Linked DNA regions of Cricetulus griseus: region 2 is linked to region 1. A link is a contact called in public Hi-C data. All regions are on one chromosome and are shown on one strand. Each heading gives the region's core, a stretch centred on a gene start, on an enhancer-like site or on the middle of the called end of the contact. The rest is flanking DNA. Distances are from core to core; before and after follow the strand shown. Region 1 overlaps Nav1 (neuron navigator 1). Region 2 overlaps Nav1 (neuron navigator 1).

Region 1 (3,836 bases), core at 739-3,238:
GTTCTAGCCACAAGAAAATAACCCATACAGATAGCAATACTTACCAAGCACTTAGTGTGTGAGTCCCTTCACATGTGTTACCCTTTCTGACAAGTATCTATTCCTGACAAAAACACACCAGGATGTGAACCGTCAATTTCTCTGTTTGACAGAATGACAAATCCCAAAGATGTTCATTCTTTATTGTTCAAGCTGTGGATGTCAGCAAAAATGACAAAGGGGCCTTGCAGATGTTCGAGGTCTTAAGAGGGGAGTGAATTCTAGACTATCCAGGTGGACCCAATCTTATCACACAAGTCCTGAAAAACCAGAGCCTTTCCCTGCTGCACTCAGAGGGACAAATGCCTGGGGCTTGTCTAGTTCTCACTGATTTTGGAAGAGGAGGAAGAGCCTACGGCCAAAAATGCAGCTGGCCTTTAGAAACCAGCAGGGACAATGACTGGAGAATCCAGAAGGACATCCTCTACAGATATCTTGATTTTTATCTTAGTTCTGGGGATGGAACACAAGTATTTACACATGCTAGGCAAGTGCTACGCCATTGAACTATATCTGATTTTATTCAGCAATACATTTTGGGCTTCTGATACCCTGGGCTATAAGAGAACACATTGTGTTGTTTAAGCCATTCAGTTTGTGGTCCTGTTTTTTTTTTTTTTTTTTTTTTTTTTTTTTTTTTTTTTTATAGGAGCAGAGGACAACACTCCATTCTCTCTATAGTGAGGGGTGAGGGTGAAGACTGAGAGGGGTCCAAGCAGAAGTGCAGGAGGTATGGGGGCTCACCTTGAGCCAGCCGTCTCACAGCACGGACTGTCCCACACAGAGTGCTGGGCCCTTGAGACTTGTCTGCAAGCACAGCCTCTGCCATCACAGCTCCAGCTCACCACAGTCACATCTGCCTTCCACAGCTCTTGCAACACCACCTCGTTCCACCCTTACAGCGGTCCACTGAAATAGGAACCTACCCTCATTTGTAGATGGAGACCTGACGACCCAAGAGCTCCTGCATCCAACTCTAGACTCCGGTTCTTCCTTACCTCATTGAAGAGGGGTCCTAGAATACTTGGAGCAGAGATTTAGGGTACCACCACCCCATTAATGTAGGAGTTAGGAGTCTCAGGTCCTCTGGTCAAGTTTTAGCAAATTTTTCAGGGCTGAGCTACACTACAGAAAAACATGTTGGGCCAATAACAACCGATAAACTGACACTATGTCATCCAATCTGGCTTCCCGAATCCAGAGGCTCTCCAAGTTCTGAGGGTAAGCCTTTCCTGCTACTGAGGGCACACAGGGAGAATGTCACTAGGGCTCACACTCTAGGCCTGCACCCTCAGATTTTCCTGTCACCTTGTAGACTGTCGCTCCCCACCCCATTGTCCCATTGTCCTCTGTGAGGGCTACACTACAAGATCAAGACAGCTTAATCAGGGCCCAGGCCACCCCTAAATCTCACAACCCTCTATCCTGGCAAGACTTGTTTGCTAAGCATGCTCCCCCACGGGACCTCGCTGACCTAGCCCTCACCCTGAGCTGTTGTTAACCTCATTTCAAAAGAGGAGACTGATGCTAAGACAGATTTCAAACTGCTTTCACCATCATTGGGGACTTGGACCAAGGCACTGACCTCAGAATCCATCTACCTTTCTGCTGCTTTGACTATATGCCTGTTGACAAACACTAGAGACAGAACCTACCCCGCCCCAGAGCATCTGCTCACCTCCATCACCCCCCCAGGCCAGGAAACACTAAGAGCAAGCTGAGAACCCCATCCCAGCTGAAACAGAAAGAGAAAGCTACCTTCTGCTTTCACACATTACCAAAATGACCTATGTAAGATTATACCCTCAGCTACACTCAGAGGAGCCTGAGAACTCTGAGAGTATGATGTATAGCACTCCCTCAGTTCTCCAGCCCTATCCAGCTGAGAGGCAGCTGTGTCCCAGACCAGGGACCACTACTAAGCCACACCTGGCTGGCTAACTCCATGCAGTCCAGGCCTCAAGCCTTAGGCAGCCCAGCTGCCGAGGAGTGGCTGTGATGGGGGAGTGAGTCATGGGGCCTGGAATCCCAACTTTTCCAGGACTTCATTCCTCCCAGCCAACTCTACATCTGCCCTCCAGATGTCTGCACTTCAGAAACACCCTCTGTCCACAAGGACCCAAGTTCTGGGGTACACTTAACCTTAGGGAAACACCCTGGGAGCTACTAGGTACCTCCATAAGCAGGGGCCACTCAGTCATTCTTACATGTCACTGGTCACACTCAGTGTGTGGTTTTCCACAGAACTGTGCTTATTGACTAAGGCATAGGAAGCTGCTGGAGGAAATACAGCCCCTACCTGCAGAGATCTCCCAATCTGGTGACCAAGACACTGCCACTCTGAGACAAGTGGGGACCACACCCCTAGACCTCAAGTCAGCAACTGTGGAAGAGTCAGGGCTGCAGTAGGACCATCTCTATCCCCGGAGAACTTCCAAAGTCTAGAGATAAAGGAATCAGAAGAAAAGCTTGGGAACAAAGGTGGAAGAGAAATAAGTCTATTTTTCTATAATGCCTACTATATGCCAGTCTCATATATGTTCAGTCTTCATAGCGCTCGAAGTCCTCTCATTCAGTCACAGCTAGTAAGAGCAGACCCTTGATGGAAAGTCAGGTGGGACCACACCCTGCCTCTGGGTGGCCCTGTGACTGCACATTTATCTCTTCCTGTGTTATCATCTAGACTAGGAGCCAGTTCATCTTCCCATCCATATCCTCTAATATTAAATATCGCTACATCTAGGACAGTGCCCTGACCATATTCCACAGCAACCAGATGGTCTGTCCACGTAAAGACAAGAGAAGGATCCTAGAAGAGCTCTCATCTTTCTGCTAGAGGAGCCCTCACAGTGTAAGGGCAAGCTGTGGTCTGGGCAGGGCTGTTGGGGGGTCCCTGGGAGAGAAGGCTCAGGATAATGAAAAGGCCCCAGCCCAATGTCTCGGTAAAGCTGTGGCTTAGGGTCTCTAGAAAAAGCAATGGTTGGAGGCACACAATAGGGGAGCCTGTAGGGGTGGGGTGGGGTACAAGGGGGTGCTGCAGAGCCCCTTGAGCCCACTGCCTGCTCTGTAGCACCTGGCCTAGAAAGCAGCTTGGCCTGTCCATCACTGTAGCAGAGCCGGGGAGACCCAGCTTATGGCATAGATCCACAGACCCCAAAGTGTTTGCAGTTCCTCCATTCCCAAGAGGTCTGCAGAGAGGGAAAGAGAAATACAGACACATGGTCACAGATACGGGTTTATAGAGACAGCAGTTTCTAAGGGAACAGCAGCTTGGGACTTGAAGCAATAGGAGATGGGATTTCACTAAATGGTTGCCTCTCCAGCCATGCTATGGCCAAGGACTCTGGCAGTGAACCAGGGTCCTGTGTTTATCCCTGTTCCTCCTGTACTTCCTCCAAATTGCCCCAGATGCAGGAGTCCTGTTAGTCATTAGCCAAGGAAGTCCAAGGCTAAGTCAATAATGATTTGGGACGGGTTTTGTCCATCTACAATGGACAAGTTAGTATGGCCACACAGGAAGGTTGTATTGATGAAGAAAAAGCTGGCTGTGACTTCGGGTCCCAATAACCACAAGAAAAAAAGATTCCAGAAACAGCCAGGCTGGTAAACACTGACTTTTTGCTTCTGCCAACCAACACCATCTTATCCTTATCCTGTACAAAGTCACCCAACATGCCTAATGGACTCAGTATCCTGAAGTCACAGGAGAAGAAAGCAAGAAGATTAGTTTATTTTGTGGGGACAAGGGTAGTTTGTAGCAGATAGGACCCAAGCCAAGAATCAGAGTCCTAAACACC
Region 2 (3,836 bases), core at 723-3,222, 120 kb before region 1:
ACGCCATTCTTAGGCCTGTCACTGTGGAGCACAACTTTAATCCTAGTACCAAAATGCAGAGGCAGGTGGATCTTGGTGAGTTCCAGGACAGCCTGGTCTACATAGAGAGTCCCAGGACAACCCAGCAGGGTTGACCTTAAACAGGCCACCTCATCTTGCTGCAGTTTTCCTTTCTGCTAAATGGGGAGAGGAATGGTCTCACCTGGTCGGGATATAGCAAGGCTTAAGGACCGACAGCCTTAGCACCGTGCCCGGCACATGGCAAACTTCCTGGGACTGTAGCTCGGATATGGATCTGGCAGAAGGCAGAGGTGGGTGGGCACGGGGCTGGAACTCCCCACTCTCTGTCATTCACAGATGGGTGGGACCAAGCTGTTGCTTGGTGAGGCCCTCACACCTGGGTCTAGGGGCAACCTTGCTTATGCATCATCAAGCCTGGGCTGTTTCTCTCAGAGCTAGTCTTGCCTGTGGGGTACACTTGGCTACAGGGACTTGCTCAGGCCAGAAGGCTAAAACATGATATAGCAATGTATAGCGAGTCTCCATCCAGCTCAAGGTAAAAAGCTCCAACAGAGTCAGGCAAGTTCCGGGAGAGGAGGCTCAGGGGGATCCATCACCCAGTACTCAGATTTCCCCACATTCTGTGAGGTTTTAATTATTAGCCAGCAATTAAGTAAATTGCAATGATTGACTGGCAAACCTTAATTACTTCCAAAGTTTCAGAACCCACACGAGCGGTGTGGGACCAGGGCAGGGCAACTGAGAACTGAATGGACACCTCACCTCTGGAGTGGCTTTTGCTGAGTGGCTGGGTGAGTTGCAAGCCCCCCAGGATGGGCAGACGTGAGCCAAGAGGGGGCCTGAAAGCATCTGCCAACCTATGACATTAAGGACAAAAATGACCTCTCCTGTAAGTTCACAGAAGGGAGTCAGGGCTGCTGTGACTCCTGGCCTCAACTCTTTTTTCACCATCCCGTGCTGTGGGCTGGGATGGAGGCTGAGATATATCTGCAGAAGAGGTAAATCACAGCCAGAATTAACCACAGGGGACGGCCTGGGCCTGGATTCATGTAGAAATCCAGGCCAGCCTAAAGGACCTGGAAACAGGAGGGACTGAGCCCCCCTGCATCTGTTTCTCTTTCACAACCCCCTCTCAACAACTCTCTGGAGGGAGAAAATTCCCTGACCCTATTGATCCCAGCACATGGTTCAGATCTTTACATTCTGGAAAACTATCACAATTTCAGCTTCTAAAAAGAGTCCAGCTCCAGCCACTGGGCCACTTTCACCCACTGCAACAGTGGAAAAAGACACTGGGGACTTTCCCCACATGACTGCCAGTATTTGTTGAGCAGTACTTTGTGTTTTAGTGGGTCAAATGTCTCTGGGAATTGGAATCTTTTCTTCCTTTTCCTCCACTCCAGGACATAAGTCTACCAACTCCAGCAAGAGCAGGAGGCCACCCCAGTGCACTCCTGGTCTAAGGGCACATTCCAGGGTACCCCAGAGGTGCTCAAGTTAAGCTAGGCAGTTCTGTAGGGTCTGCACCAGTCATCTTGCACTGGAGTCATTCCCACCCCTGCACTGTCCTACACCGTGGCGGGGAAAGTGTTAAAAGCTGACAGGTGACCCAGTATACAGATCTCCTTTGCCCTAGGGTAGAGCACAGCAGCTTGTCTGAAGGGTAACTCCATCCCTTCCCTATACCCCTTTGCAAATCATCTGTTGACCCCAGAGGTCATATAAGGATGCTGGGTGGGCAGGCCTCCAGGCCTGCAGACACTCCACTGTCGTAGAGCACGCAGGCGGGGACTATTTATTCTGTTACTAATCCTATCATTCCACTCACCCCCCCCCCCCCCCGCAACTTAAGTCACAATATTGTCAGAGGAGGCGTCACCAAACCCTGCGGTGAAGCAAATGCTATGCTTGTATCTGCTCAGCACTCCTGCTCCCTAGAGCCACTCCCAGGGAGTTTCTCTTTACCCTCGAGAACCACACAGGCAGTGAGTGGGCAGGCTGGAGTCCTGCTGGGTGCTGCACGAGGCACCGGAAAGCCAGGACTAAGAAATGCATTGGCCGTATGGGGGTGTTATACAAGAACTAGGAACTACAAACAAATCTGGGGCTAAACAGAGAAGTGGGCATAGGCATTACAGTCTGGAATTGCCAGGCAGGAGTTTCCCCGGTTCATGGGCAGTTTTAATTTTCAATGAGGGAAAAATCCCAAGGGGACATACCAACCAGCTGTGGAACCTGGGTAAGTGACTACTTCTTGGGCCTCAGTTTCCTAGTCTATAAGTAAGGGAGCTGTGTAGACAACACTTAAATTCTGGCAGTCTGGTCCTGTGCTCTCACATAGGTAGAGGACCCCTCCCCACCAGCTTGGGCTGTCTGATCTTTGTGCCTGGCTGAGGTCTGTAAAAACTCCTACTTTTAAACATAGATGCCAGGGTGTCACCCCCAATTTCTGGTTCAGCGGCCTAGAGGAATCTGTTGTACTGCCAGATACTAAATCAGGTGATGTGATTGGAGGGTCCTATTTTGGGAAATCCTTGCATTTGATTGCACGCTTTGAGAACAGGATACCCCTCAAAAGACTAGGGCTCAACATCCCTGTTCAAGGTGATGGGGAAATACCTTTGGTACAAATCGGCTCTCTGTTGTCTGCTACATCTTTACGTTTCTGGTAAGACAGCCACCAAAACCTTACTCCTCCATATTGTAGCCAGGGGATGCCAACCTCATTCATCTTGTCGTGTCTCTATGCTTGTTGCAGAGAAGAACCACACGGGGGCGCTATGGGTCCTTGGCCGCCTGCAGCCTTGCTGATGCCGCAATGCTGCAAGATGGGCAGCTGTCTGGCTCTCTGGCTTGGGAGAAGCTGCCTCGGCATTCTGCTTAGGATTGCTTCCTTGCAGGCTCTGCACTCCTGGGATAGACATGCTTCTCCATACCGATAGCCCCCTGTCCTGGCTACGTTAGCACACTTGGAAAAGAGCCTAGCGTCGGCATCATCAGCTTTGCTGAGCCATCTACCCAGGCAGTACCTACCCTGTTCCTGGGGACAGTTTAAGAGTAGAGCCTGATCTACAGGGATTATTCAAACCAGCCCGAGGTAGAAATAGGCTCTGAATACCCATGGGCCTTTGGCAAGCTCATATTCAGAGCCAAAGTTTGAGAGAGAATTCAGCTTGCCTTTCAACTCCAGTACCCTGGGTAAGTGGGTGGGTTTCAAGTCTGTTCTCTGGAAGTCTCACTTCTGCTCTTTTAAAGTGTGCTTGAAGCAGGTGGCTTTCCAGGGGAGGTGGGAGGACAGGCTCCTTCTATCATGCCTCATCAATGTCCTTTTGGAGAGAAAGGAGATCCCTGCAGTGATCTGAAGGCAGCAAGGGAACTCCACATGGTTGGCTGCAATGGGAGTGTGGCTCAGCTTCATACAGCCTGGTGTACAAGCACAGCCTTGGCAGAGAATTTGGGGAGGAGGTAAGCTTACAGGCCCAGGGGACAGTTACTTCTCAATGACTAGCACTTACATCCCCTTGGGGAAGCCCTGGCTAGGTCAAGGATAGTGAGTACTGTGGGCCAAGGGACCAGAAGAGGGCTCCGGCCTTTAGCCCTGTTTGCAATGAGTATTAGTTGTAATGTCCCTTTTCTTTTCCTTTCTTTCTTTGTTTTTTGTTTGTTTTGTTTTGTTTTTGAGACAGAGTTTCTCTGTGTAGCCCTGGCTGTTCTGGAACTCGCCCCATAGACTAATCTGGCCTCCAACTCAGAGATCTATCCTGAGAGTGCCTCCTGAGTGCTGGGATAAAAGGTGTACACCACCATGACCTGCT

The links. A called contact is a pair of places that touch in the nucleus more often than the background predicts.
Region 2: a contact with region 1 is called in a Hi-C map of fibroblasts, with 4 times the contacts expected there. The contact joins two enhancer-like sites. A contact is called at or near these places in 6 of 8 Hi-C or Micro-C datasets (the CHK-Q cell line, the CHL-YN cell line, the CHO-K1 cell line and 2 more).

What each region holds. Positions count from the first base shown.
Region 1 is chr5:53,590,488-53,594,323 of CriGri-PICRH-1.0, reverse strand. The region is part of intron 1 of Nav1 (neuron navigator 1); the gene reads right to left. Among named protein-coding and RNA genes, the nearest start is that of Nav1, 21 kb to the right of the region's middle. Within about 2 kb of position 1,988, at least 2 of the 6 cell types and tissues checked have open chromatin away from gene starts, as enhancers often do. A contact at or near this core is called in fibroblasts, where this site is marked.
Region 2 is chr5:53,712,512-53,716,347 of CriGri-PICRH-1.0, reverse strand. All of the region lies in intron 4 of Nav1 (neuron navigator 1), which reads right to left. The region is part of intron 2 of LOC103163026 (a long non-coding RNA gene); the gene reads left to right. Among named protein-coding and RNA genes, the nearest start is that of Ipo9, 110 kb to the left of the region's middle. Within about 2 kb of position 1,972, at least 1 of the 6 cell types and tissues checked has open chromatin away from gene starts, as enhancers often do. A contact at or near this core is called in fibroblasts, where this site is marked.